Linked DNA regions of Macaca mulatta: region 1 is linked to region 2. A link is a contact called in public Hi-C data. All regions are on one chromosome and are shown on one strand. The core of a region is the stretch at or near the end of the contact, and the rest is flanking DNA. Distances in the headings are between cores, read along the strand shown. Region 1 holds the start of ESRP2 (epithelial splicing regulatory protein 2). Region 2 holds the start of NFATC3 (nuclear factor of activated T cells 3).

Region 1 (6,765 bases), core at 370-2,869, 160 kb after region 2:
TAGAGGGGGTGGCACTCCTGAGGCTGCCCAGCCCTCCCCCAGCCTCCATGCTGGCTGGAGAAGTATAAGCACTAATCACTGACCCACGGACCCTCCCTGCCAATTCTGTGAAACTTTACAACCTGAGACTGACAGAGCAAGGCAACCCAGCTCTCCTCCAGCAAACTCCCCAAGTGAAGGGCCCAAAGCCCTTCTGAAACAAAGAATCATCATCGTGGTGCCTCCTCATCAGGAACCACAAGAGTTGTTGGAAGATGAAAGAATGTGTGCGTATAAAGGACTTAGACTATTACACTCAAGAGTCAGACACAGAGTGAGCGACGTAGTGAAGATAAGGAAAAGAAAACAGCAATGGAAACCACCTCCCACTTCAGCTAGGGCAGGAAGCACCCCAGGCCTTTGCACTCAGCAGGCAGATAGTCCCCCAGGCCAGGCCGGGACAGCGCCCACGCCTGGCCAGCCGGCCGGGACAGGCCTAGACGAGCAGTTTACACCTGGCGGCGTCTACCTCTAGGGCCGACACCGCCCTACGCCTCCACTCCAGCGGCTCCCAAGCGGGCCGAAGACGCGGGCGGCAAGGACTGGCGACCTATATGGGCCCCTCGACCCTTTTCGCTTCCGACTGCGGCTCAGGGAGACCTGACCCAGCAGGTCTCCCAAAGGCGTCTCGGCCTCGCTCCCCGGGCGGGAACTGGGGATGGATCCCAAAGCCTGCGTCCCGATCCCTTCGGTAGGAGTAGGTTCCTGCAATGGTTGAAAAGTAAGGCGCCCAGGGGAATGGCCGGCACGCGCGGATGAAAGGGACACGCACACGCGAGAGTCGCTCAAAGTTTCAAACAAGACCCCGTCCTGCCGCCCGGTCCGGTTGGTTGCGGCACGCCAGGTCTAGCCTCCGGCAGCCTCTCCCGCCCAGAAATGTCCTCACGGCCAGGCCGTGCCGCCACCCACCCCAGCGCTCACCTGCTGCAGCACCTTGTCCAGCGGCTCTGCCCGCGCCAGGCTGTCGGCGCTCAGGCCGCTAGCCTCGCGGCATTGCGTACTCAGTGCGGCCGCCTCGGCGCGAACCAGAGATTTGTGCAGCGTCCCCACCTGTGAGCGGCGGGGGAAACCGATCAGCCGCGCCCCTCGACCCCGGAAGCTCCCTGGGGACCTCACCGCCTCCTTTCCACCCTACCTGGCGGCTCCGCGGCTCAACCACTTGCCAGACTAGGAGGATTAAGTCGGTCTCATCCGAGCCCAGGTCTCGTCCCAGCGCACCCGCCGTAGCCCCGAACAGGACGACCAGTGATCCGGGACAGGGGCAGGGGTCTGCGGCGGGGTCAGCCCCGGGGTCAGGGCCTGGGGGCGGGGGCGGCGGCGGAGTCATGGCCGCAGAGGAAGGCGGCGCTCGGCCAGACACACGCGGACCGACGAGGCGCACGCAGGCACCGACCGACGGCAGACGCGGATCAGCTTGGGCGGGACACCGTGTGTCGGGGGCGGCACCTGCGGCCCGGCTGGCTCAGTGGGCGCTGCCGAGACCCGCCCGTGGCGCCCCGCGGGGCGGGGCGGCTACCGGCCCACGCCCTCTCCAGGCTAGTTACCTGCCTGCCCCGCCGGCCACGTGACCGGGGCGGCCCCGGGAACCTTGGGGGAGGGCCGCCACAACCCAGCCCAGGACGCAAGAACTCATAATCCCGGTGTGGGTATACGCTCAGGATCCGGATTCCTGCTTCTAGGGCTGGTCCTGCCTGATTCTTGGGGCTAACCCGTTCTTCGCTCTCCCCCCACTCTTCCCCAGGGGCCGTCAGGCCTCTGCAAAGGACCATGCAAGAGGCCTTCTCTACTCCGAGAGAGTCACACAGGACCTATGGAAGGCGCCAGGAGGCAGTCTAGGGGCTGTGGGGGTCACCACGGCAGGTCTGGGGTTGATGGAAGTCAAAGGGTCAAGGGGGCGGCGAGAGTTGCCGGGTATCACCCTGTGGGGGGATCACCAGAAGTCAGCTGGGAAAGGGGAGGGCGGCGGGAACATCAGGGTTGTTAGAGCTGTGGGGTGGTCACCAGGGATCACAGGTAAGGGTTTGTCCATGCAGACGCTAGGGCCGAGCGGTAGCCTGGCACTGAGAAGTCGTTGTGGGTTGGAAGTGAGCAGGCCTCAATGCTGGGGAAAGGAACCCCCCCAACCCCAGAGAGCTGCACCCTAGACAAGGCTGAGAGGGGTAGAAGGGGCCTGGAGCCTCGGAACTCCCACGTGTGGGGGCCTGCCTGCTTTCGTCCCTTTCTCGACGATGGAGAAGCTGCCTGGAGATTGCGAGCGCTCTGGCGGATGGGGGAGCTAGCGTTGAGCGTGTGTGCGCGCGTGCGGGCTGCGGATCCTCCCTTTTCCATCCCGCACCTACAACCCCATTGACAGTCCCGCGTTGGGGGCTCCCAGTGCCCCCTTCGCCCAGTGGAGCTTGGTGAGACTCCTTTATGGTGCATTTCCCTGCCGTTCCTTACTTTCCCAAACTCTCCCAGGGAGGTGACTGAGAAACTCAATAAGTGACTGAGAAACTGAATAATCCAGCAGGAAGGAGGGGGCTCCAGCCTGGCGGGAACTGAGTCACGCGGTTGCCTAGCCCGACTCGAGACTGAGACAGGAGCCACGCCACGCGCTTTCGGACAAGGAGGGTGCTGCGTCCCCGCCCCCGGACAATGGAGAGAGCGGAGCACCCTGGCGCTCATGCCCGGGGAAGGGGCGAGGCCCGGGGCTAGAGAGCTCGGCGTAGCTCCACTTGGCAGCTAAAGAAACAGGCGCCCGGGACGGAAATGACTCCCGCCCGGACACGGCGACAGGGAGAGAAAGGAAAGTGCATCCTTCGCCCGGCGGGTTCGAGCCACTAGCACTTTACTTTCCTTACAGGTGGAGGCGGGCCTTGGTGCGCGGCTGCCCATCTCCGGACCGCCCACCCGGGCACTGGCCCATGTGTCTCTTCCCCCGGAAACGGTAAGCAAATCAGGCGCGGGGGGAAGGGAGAACGTTGCTCTTCGGACCCGCCTCCCGATAAGCCCGGAATGTCAAATATTTGTTCGCGGGGCGGGGCGCATCCGCGAGTAAGGCTCCTCCCCCTCCCGCGCCGTAGCGCGCCTGCGCCTGGCGGAGGCGGCCCTTCCTGCGGCCACGCCCTTCCAGACAATTTCCATGAACCTGTGTCCCTAACCCCCGCAGTCCTAAAGCTCCACAGAAGCACGTCGTTTCCTCCTCGGCTCCTGTCTGGGTTCCACTCCTACAGCACAGGGTCACAGCGTCCCCGCCCGGGGGTCCGGGCGCTATTCGGTCTCCATTTCGTCCCTCCTGGCGACCTCATCTGTGCAGCCTCTAGGCCCTTTTTCCTCTTCAGTGTGGGTCTCGACACTCACTCTTCACGGAAGCCTCCTTCGCGAGGTGACTGCTCCGTTGTGGCGTCTCTGGCCGTCCTGAGCGCTTTCCCATGGATGACGCGCTTATGCGTGCCCAAGTTGCCGCTGGGTCGTGAACCTGAGGCGCGGGCTGGTAGCGCAGTGCGACTCCCCTAAACTACCCCGAGAGCCCATCCGGCCGGCCCCATAGCAAGACAACTCCTGTCGCTTGGATTCTTTATATTTTTTATTTTTTTTTAATTTTTATTATTCTTTTCTTTAAGACGGAGTTTCGCTCTTGTTGCCCAGACAGGAGTGCAATGGCGCGATCTCGGCTTACTGCAACCTCCACTTCCCAGGTTCAAGTGATTCTCCTGCCTCAGCCTCCCAAGTAGCTGGGATTACAGGCATGCACCACCACGCCTGTGCTTCTTTAGTAGAGACTGGGCTTCACCATGTTGATCAGGCTGGATGGTCTCGAACTCCTGACCTCAAGTGATACACACACCTCGGCCTCCCAAAGTACTGGGATTACAGGCGTGAGCCCGGCATATTCTATTTATGTATTTATTTATTTATTTATTTATTTATTTATTTATTTTTGAGACAGGGTCTCACTCTGTCGCCCAGGCTGGAGTGCAACAGCGCAATCTCTGATCACAGCCGCCGCAACATCCCCGGGGCCCAAGCGATCCGCCCACCTCAGCCTTCCAAGTTGCTGGGACCACAGGTGTGCGCCGCCACCACGCCCGGCTAATTTTTGTATTTTTTGCAGAGACGGGGTCTCGCCATGTTGACCAGGCTGGTCTCGAAATACGCCCACCTCGGCTTCCCGAAGGGCTAGAATTACAGGCGTGAGCCACCGCGGGCCCAGCTCCAACCCTTGGATTCTTCTTTAAAAACCAAATTCGTTTAAATACCGGGCCGGAGGGTGCGGTCCTGCTTTGCTGAGATCCCTTACTCATCTTCAGATGAGTCCTCCCAGATCACCCCATTATTACTAAACAACCCACACTGCTAACCCCAACCGTCCCTCATTGCTTCTTTCTGCCCCCCCCGACCCCCCCAACTTAACCAACTTATAACTTGTTTTTTAATCGTTTATTGTCTCCCTGCTCCATCATCCCATCCTCGAAGATAGAGGCTTACCCCCATTGCCTGTCACTGAATGAATGAACCGTTGTCTAAGGCTAGCTGCTTCTGCCATAGGGTATTTCAGCAATGGTAAGACACAGGCCTTCGCAGTAGGGTCTCATCTGTGTCCTTTCCTCCTCTCCAGTCCTGCCCCTTGTCTAGTTAACCCCAGTTCTTCCTCCAGAATTTTTTTTTTTTTTTTTTTTTTTAGAGTCTGCTCCGTGCCCCAGGTTAGAGTGCAATGATCCCGGCTCACTGCAACCTCCGCCTCCCGGGTTGACGCGATTCTTCTGCCTCAGCCTTCCGAGTAGCTGGGACAACAGGCGCACGCCACCATGCTCGGTTAATTTTTATTTATTTATTTATTTATTTATTTATTTATTTATTTTTTTGTTGTTGTTGAGACGAAGTCTCGCTTTGTCACCCAGGCTGGAGTGCAGTGGCCGGATCTCAGCTCACTGCAAGCTCCGCCTCCCGGGTTTGCGCCATTCTCCTGCCTCAGCCTCCCGAGTAGCTGGGACTACAGGTGCCCGCCACCTTGCCCGGCTAGTTTTTTGTATTTTTTTTTAGTAGAGACGGGGTTTCACCGTGTTAGCCAGGATGGTCTCGATCTCCTAACCTCGTGATCCGCCCGTCTCGGCCTCCCAAAGTGCTGGGATTACAGGCTTGAGCCACCGCGCCCGGCCAATTTTTATATTTTTAATAAAGATGGGATTTCCCCATATTGACCAGGCTGGTCTCGAACTCCTGACCTCGTGATCCGTCGGCCTCAGCCTCCCAAAGTGTTGGGATTACAGGCGTGAGCCACTGCTCCCGGCCTTCCTCCAGATTTTCTACCTTCCGCAGCAGGGGTCCCCTCTGTAGTTTTGAGATTTCTGTACTTCTCTGAAAATTGTCTCCCACCCCCACCCCACTCCTCGCTCCCCTGGGGTTCATGAATTAATGAATAGGAGATTGGAACGGCAGAGAGGTAGGCAAGGCCCCCATGGCCCAGGCCGCCCGAGGTCAGACGCCTTTCTCAAAACCGCGTGCCAGATATTTGGAAGAAAGGACTGTGTTCCGTGGGCCTCATACTCGCAAAATTTTACCCTCACCTTGGCTCTCAGACCTGCCTGGGTTGGACCCCTAAAGGCAGCCGGCGCTGTGGCTGCGGGGACATGAAAGCCCGGGCAGATACAGGGTGTAAGGCGGGAAGTGCGGCGGGTCTCGGGAACCTCCAGGGCGTCTAGGAGCGGTGCGAAAACACCCTCCCTCCTTCCCTTCACCGCCAGGAAAGATCTCGCAGTGCAAGAGGATTCGACGCTGGGGAACACCGCAGAGATCCACACTTGCCTGCCCAGACCCGTCCCCTCTCTCAGCGACCCTCCTTGAGAGGGTGAGAGCATGGCATGTGGGGGCCACCCCACTAGGCAGCGCGTTGGGCCCCACCTGCTGAGTTGGGATCCCCGCACCTGTGCAGAGTGGCTGCAGAGCACACGCCAGAGGGCGCGCTGACTCCGTTGCTAGAAGCGGAGGGGGAGGGGCGTGCGCTCGAGGTCGAGCAAAGCACCAGGACAGTGGTGACAAAGGGGTCCCCTCGATGCCATCAGGCCAATACCCTCTGGCTTTATTTTTATTTTATTTTGAGACGGAGTTTTGCTCTTGTCTCCAGGCTGGAGTGCAATGGCGCGATCTCGGCTCACTGCAACTTCCGCCTCCTGGGTTCAGGCCATTCTCCTACCTCAGTCTCCTGAGTAGCTGGGATTACAAGCGCCCGCCACTACGCCCGGCTAATTTTTGTATTTTTAGTAGAGACGGGGTTTCACCATGTTAGCCAGGCTGATTTCAAACTCCTGACCTCAGGTGATCTGCCCGCCTCCACCTCCCAAAGTGCTGGGATTATAGGCGTGAGCCACTGCGCCTGGCCTATTTTATTTTGCTTTATTTTATTTTATTTTTTTGAGACAGAGTCTTGCTGTGTCAACTAGGCTGGAGTGCAGTGGCAGGATCTTGGCTCACTGCAACCTCCGCCTCCCGGGTTCAAGCGATTCTCCTGCCTCAGCCTCCTGAGTAGCTGAGATTACAGGCGTGCACCACCACGCCTGGCTAATTTTTTGTATTTTTAGTAGAGACAGGGTTTCGCTACGTTGCGCAGGCTAGTCTTAAACTTCTGAACTCAGGCAATCTGCCCGCCTCAGCCTCCCAAAGTGCTAGGATTACAGGTGTGAGCCACCGTGCCCAGCCTTTTATATTATTTTATTGAAACGGAGTTTCCCTCTGTCGCCCAGGCTGGAG
Region 2 (6,127 bases), core at 182-2,681:
TTGGCTCCCTCTAGGGCTCCCTGGTAGCTCAAGTGTCTGTCCAGAGATTGAGATCTCTGCAAGGAGCTTCCCTTTACCCTCTCTTCCCACTGGCTTTTGTGGGCGGTGTGGAATGTGCTGTAGGCCTTGTGAGAGCGGCATTTCTTTTTTTTTTCTCTCTCTCTCTTTTTTTTTTTTTTTTTTTTTAACAACCTATTGTATCCTCTGAGAGGGCAGCATTTCTTGGACGCACCTGTACCCAAGCCTCAGACACAGCCCTGGGTTCCTCCAGCAACGCGCATCTAGGGATGCTATACCCTGTGGGCCTTGTGCCCGGGGCACGGAGCTGGGGGAAGCGGTCACCCCACTTCTCTCACCTCCCCGTCCACCTTGCGCCTCAGCGGAGCCCTAGGTAAACAAGTCAGGCTCCCAGTCCCCAAGGACGGTCTTCATCCCAGACCCCAGGAGGAGGCGTCTTGGGCCATCTCGGGAAGGCTAGCTTGCTCGAGAGGGGCAGATCACGAAAACGGTTCTTTAGGCAGTGTCACTTCCTTTCCACTGCCAGACACCCAATTTGGGCGGCTTCATCCCTCCCGCTTTCATGGATATGCACCAGGACACAGAGCTCACAACTGGCTCTCCCGCTCAATCTACTCAACTTCCAGCAAGGGACAGGCCCTGCCCATTGGGCTTCGCCGAGGCCTCAAACGCGCACGCTGTCTAGGGAGCAGCTGCGGGGGCCCGCTAGTAGGGACAAAGGCGCAGCCACCGGAGCGCAGGCTCCGCCCCGCAGAGGGTGGGCCTGCGGCGACCGCGAGCTCAGAGTCCGGACTTGTCGCGCAACCTGCCTCCTTCGGTTTCGCCCCAACCTAGCTGGACACTAGGTCCGGTCCCCGCCCTCTGGAGACTCAGCCATTAAAGTTGAGGTGGGGGGATGAGGATGTGGGCGGCGTCCAGGTAACCCTGCGGGGCCCTAATGCCTTCCCTAAAGCCAGCCATCAGGAGTAACACGATGCGCACCCACATCACCGAACCCAGAACCTCAGTGCTTCGGCACCCCTTCTTGAACATGAGCTCCGCCCAATGAGGAAAAAGGTCTTCTCCACTGGCCAGTGGTGGTCCCCTATCCAATTACAGAGGCTATCGGCCTTCTCTCGTCTAATTTAGAAGGAATCGCCGAGGGAACGCAGACCAACTACAACTCCCGAGAAATAACTGGGCTCTTCGGGGCTGGGTGTTCACGTGACTTCCTTCTCGCGGAGACCGAGTTACGCGATAGGCCTGTGAGGGGGCGGGGCCCGGCGCCAGTTCGCCGCGCTAGTAGCCAATGGGCAGCCAGGTCGGACGGGCACGCGTAGGGGGCGGGGCCGGGCGCGCGGCACGGCGCGAGAGCGCGCCCGCGGCGGCGGTGGCGGCGACTGTTGGGGGGCGGGGAATATTGGCTAAGGCGACAGTGGAGGCTTAGGCACCGGTGGCGGGCGGCTGCGGCTCCTGGTGCTGCTCGGCGCGCGGCCAGCTTTCTAGCTCGGAACGGAACGCTCGGCGTCCCGGGCCCCGCCCGGAAAGTTTGCTGTGGAGTTGCGACCTCTTGGCCCGCGCGGCCCGGCATGAAGCGGCGTTAAGGAGCTGCTGCCGCCGCTTGCCGCCGCTTGCCGCCGCTTGCCGCCGCCGCCGCCGCCGCCGCCGCCGCCGCCGCCTGAGGAAGAGCCGCAGCACCCTGGGCCACGCCGATGACTACTGCAAACTGTGGTGCCCACGACGAGCTCGACTTCAAACTCGTCTTTGGCGAGGACGGGGCGCCGGCGCCGCCGCCCCCGGGCTCGCGGCCTGCAGGTGGGTGCCGGGCCAGGCGGGACCGTGGAGCGACCCCGCTTCTCGCTCGCAGGATCTCTCGCTCCCTCCCTGTTCCCTTGGATGACCGGAGACCGATAACCCCTTGTGTGTGTGTGTGTGCGCGCGCGCGTGTGTGTGGTGAGTTAAAAACGGATTTAAATCGCTGAGGAGGCGTGTGGGTCGCTGCAACGTGGAAGTGGTGGCGGGCTTGGCTGGAAGCAAACTAGTGGGGAACTCGACTCCGGGACGATCGGGGTTTGGAGGCCCAGGGTCCGGGCTGCTGCCCAAGTGGCGTCTGGTTGTTGCTGCTTTGCCAATGTGTTGCAAGGAAAATGTTGTCCCTGTGAATTGTTAGCGCACTGGGTTTTTCATCTATTCTAGGTCGTTTCTTGAAATGTGCGTTTGAAAGATGCTTGTTTTTCAACGGTAGGACCCCTCTAAAAATCACGCACATGTTTCTTTAAATCTACTTTGCTAGGAGAGTAATGCTTTCGAGTTAACGTCCACTCTTGCAAGTTTATGACCCACAGTTAATTCGAAGTGTAACTGTAACGGGACTTTTCTGGAGACTCGATTTCCTTACTTGAATAAAATGTTCCGGAAGATTTTTTTTTTTTTTTTAATCGCGGGTTGCTTTTTTCATAATTTTCCTGGAAAGTTCTAGAAGTCGATTTTTATTTAAAGAAAAACCTCTCCTTGGAAGATATTTTAAAGGAAATCTTGAATTGGGCAAGCTGGGCACCATAATGCTTGCAGGTCAGACCAATCAGGAAATAGAAACAGGATGACTGGGGACTTAGAGGTCTTTTGTGACCTGGTTTGGAATACTGTGGTTCATTAAGTTCAGTTTCCCTGTTACATATGCATACGAACTTCGCAAAGGAAATGGGTAAGATATTTTTTCTTGCCTGGTGTGAGGTGAATTTCTTAATGTTCATGTTGATGTTCAATAGACTGTTCTGTAGAGTTGCATTGCAAAACATACCTGAACGTGAGGCATGAGGATTCTCTAGGCGGTACTTATTTTATTGGTCCTTTTAGTCTTAATATGCTAGATGTCTTTTTCACTGTAGTACATAATTTATAATAGTTATGTGTTGGCTGCGTTTATTTTCAATTCCATTCACATAATTTGAGCACCTATTACGTTGAACCACTCTTACGGACCTTGTTGTGTTATGATGATGATGATGCAGAGGACTGAGGCTCCTTAAGGAGTTTGGGAAGTAGTTGGAGGAGACACATAGTCCAAGTAATAACTGTGCTACTAGGAAATCTGTGAATGGTGATGCATTTTGTAGTAGAGGAAGAAACAAAAAAAGTGGCATTTGTGAAGAGTGTAGCATTGAATTGTACCTAGATTATCGGGACTTGAAAGAAAAACAGCTTGAGTATTTTTGTTGTAAAAGAGAGAAACAGTTGATGATGTCAGCAAACTTTTATTGGGCACAAACTTGATTAGAGCACATTATATACAAATATATGATCAATAAGGGTGTTAACCAAACATATGAATAATAAAGGAATTGAGTGACTACATAAGTAGGAATTGTATATACAACCAAAATATTGAATAACATTTCAAAGCTATGAAAAAAATTTTAATGATCTTTGTCATACACAAAAGCCATTTTGCTATTAAAATAGGTCTAAAAGGAGTTATCTGTAGCTTGATTTATAACTGAAATTTCCAAAGGTAAACATCCGCAGTTTTATTTGTGACAAAAAGTCCACTTTAAAATATTTTGAGCGGTAATTTTTTAAAAGTTTTTTTTTAATATTAAGGCAAAATACGTATGAAAAAACAAACCTTCTTAAAGTGAACAATTTACTACATTCAGTGTTGTGCAGCTACTGCTTCTGTCTACTTCTAAAACATTTTATTCATCCAAAAGAAAACTCAGTATCCATTAAACAGTTGCCCCATATTTTCCCTTCCCTCCTCCCAATCCCTAGCAGCCACCAGTCTGGGATCTGTCTCTATGGTACCTCTTCTGGATATTTTATGTAAATAGGGTAATATAATATGTGACCTTTTGTGTCTGACTACCTCATTCCTTTCTGTGGCTGAATAATATTCCATCGTGTGTGTGTGTGTGTGTGTGTGTGTGTGTGTATAAAGGAACACAATTTGTTCACCAATTGATGGACATTTGGGCTTTTTCTACCTTTTGGCTATTGTGAATAGTGCTGCTATGAACACATAGCAATTAATTTTGAAATTCTGTTGAGGATGTGTTATATATTCACAGCTAAGTTTTCAGAATTATTTGTTCACAGAATAAGTTTTCATTTTACTAAGCATAATTATGAGTATGTAGTTTGAAGGAACAAAGTGGATTCACTGAAATGATTTTAGGATAATATATGCAATAATGTGGAAAATAAGAATAAAATTGTTGGTAGAATTCAGATCCTTGCTGGGTTGTATCAGTGTGTTTGCTGAACTCATTTTTGGATTCTCTTCCTCACTGGAATGGAAGTTCCTTGAGGTCAGATATAGTGTCTGTATCTTTTTCAGTTATATTATCAGTGCCTAGCACAGTTCTTTTACATATATTTTTTATATATATATATATATATGTTTTTTTTTTTTTTTCTTTTTTGAGGCAGGGTCTCGCCCTGTCGCCCAGGCTGGAGTGCAGTGGCGTGATTTCAGCTCACTGCAGCCTAGACCTCCAGGATTCAAGTGATTCTCCCGCCTCTGCCTCCCGAGTAGTTGGGACTACAGTCGTGTGCCACCGCACCTGGCTACCTTTTGTGTTTTTAGTAGAGATAGAGTTTCACCATGTTGGCTAGGCTGGTCTCAAACTCCTGACCTCAAGTGATCCTCTTGCCTCAGCCTCCCAAAGTGGTGGAATTACAGGCATGAGCCCCCACACCCGGCCCAATATATATATTTTTAAATAGAGACGGAGGTCTCACTATCTTGCCCAGGCTACTCTGGAACTCCAGCCTCCCAAAATGCTGGGATTACAGGTGTGAGCCACTGCACACAGTCCCAATATTTTGTTAAATAAGTGAATAAATAACATCTAAGTTCTGAATCATTGCTCACTGCTTTTTCGTGGTAAAGGAAATTGATGAGAGTTGTTTCAGTTCTTTGGCTTTTATTGATGAGTTCCATAAATTACATCTTGGTAATTTGGGGCTGCAGTGGTTTTACATCTCTAAAGGTTTGGGAGTACTTGTATCACAACTAAATTTCCATACAGTGAAAAGATTTTTGAAAAATAGTGAGGTGACTGGATAGAGAGTGAGGACAGGGCAAGGGATGATTTTAGTGAATGTCCTAAGCAAGCTTGGTAAAGTGGAAATTAGATGATGTGAGATGGACTTAATAATGCTTGATAATGTTGTATGTTGTATACATTTGTGACTGAAGACTGACTTTTTAAGACTGTTATTTGCAGAGGTATTTTGAGATTTTTATTCCATTAAAGAAAATTTAAGACCCTAGAGTCTTTAGCTTTCTTTCTTTTTTTTTTTTCAGTCACATTTAGCAGTGGGGAGTTGTATACCAACTTTAGTGACACTAATGTTAATACATTCTAATTACTCACTACCATCAGACCAGCCTACCTTGTTTTTTTAAAATATAAGATGACAGTGCTGTCTCTGATTTCTCCAGTTGAAAATGAACTAAACTATTTTTTTAAACATTCTTTTACTTAATATCTAACTCTAAATAGATGATATACCTCAGCAGTAAATAGGAAATTTAAAATAGGCACATGTTTAATGTATTCCATTAACATTATTTGCCATTATAAAGGGCAGCCTCTGGTACTCTATTTTAGCATAGTGATTGTTTATCTCTAAGTTTGATGTTATAATAATCTGTACTTTGCAAATTCAGAGTTTCATTCTCAGGGTTCATTACTAAATATTGACTTTCTAGTCCTGAATGAGAGTTACTGGAAGGAATGTGCTATATACTATCTTATCTACTGCTGTTTTTTCAAAGGAGAGAAATATCTTAGCTACAATATGTATTTTTGTAAGAGGTTTACTCGATGATAAGATATGTGTAATTTTTTCAGATATTCCTTTAATATACAACTTTTTCATATGGCAAGTTGAGGAACTTTTCCTAGAAATTGTCCTAGAATTTAATCAACAATGTTTTTACTTTGCTTAGTGCTTGGAGATCTGATCCAGTTTACTGTCTCTTAGATAATTTTATTTTCTCACTTTTCAGTGTTTATTGATCATTTGTAGTCAAGGTTTTTGTTTTATCTTGTGTAAATGAGATAATGTATTTAAAGCACTTAGCACAGTCCTGGTCTTTTTTTTTTTTTTTTTTTTTTTTTTT

The links. Hi-C and Micro-C count contacts between places; a contact is called where the count stands out from the background.
Region 1: a contact with region 2 is called in a Hi-C map of liver, with 2.2 times the contacts expected there. The contact joins the promoter of ESRP2 here to the promoter of NFATC3 in region 2. A contact is called at or near these places in 3 of 14 Hi-C or Micro-C datasets (cortical neurons, fetal cortex germinal zone and liver).

Annotation. Positions count from the first base shown.
Region 1 is chr20:63,819,538-63,826,302 of T2T-MMU8v2.0, forward strand. ESRP2 (epithelial splicing regulatory protein 2) reads right to left here and starts at 1,620. Exons shown (of 15, transcript XR_013411030.1): 1 at 1,175-1,620; 2 at 961-1,089. It overlaps LOC144337648 (a long non-coding RNA gene), which reads left to right and starts at 4,702. Exons shown (of 4, transcript XR_013411059.1): 1 at 4,702-4,833; 2 at 5,763-5,866.
Region 2 is chr20:63,657,838-63,663,964 of T2T-MMU8v2.0, forward strand. NFATC3 (nuclear factor of activated T cells 3) reads left to right here and starts at 1,432. Exons shown (of 11, transcript XM_077984312.1): 1 at 1,432-1,812. The coding sequence starts at 1,710.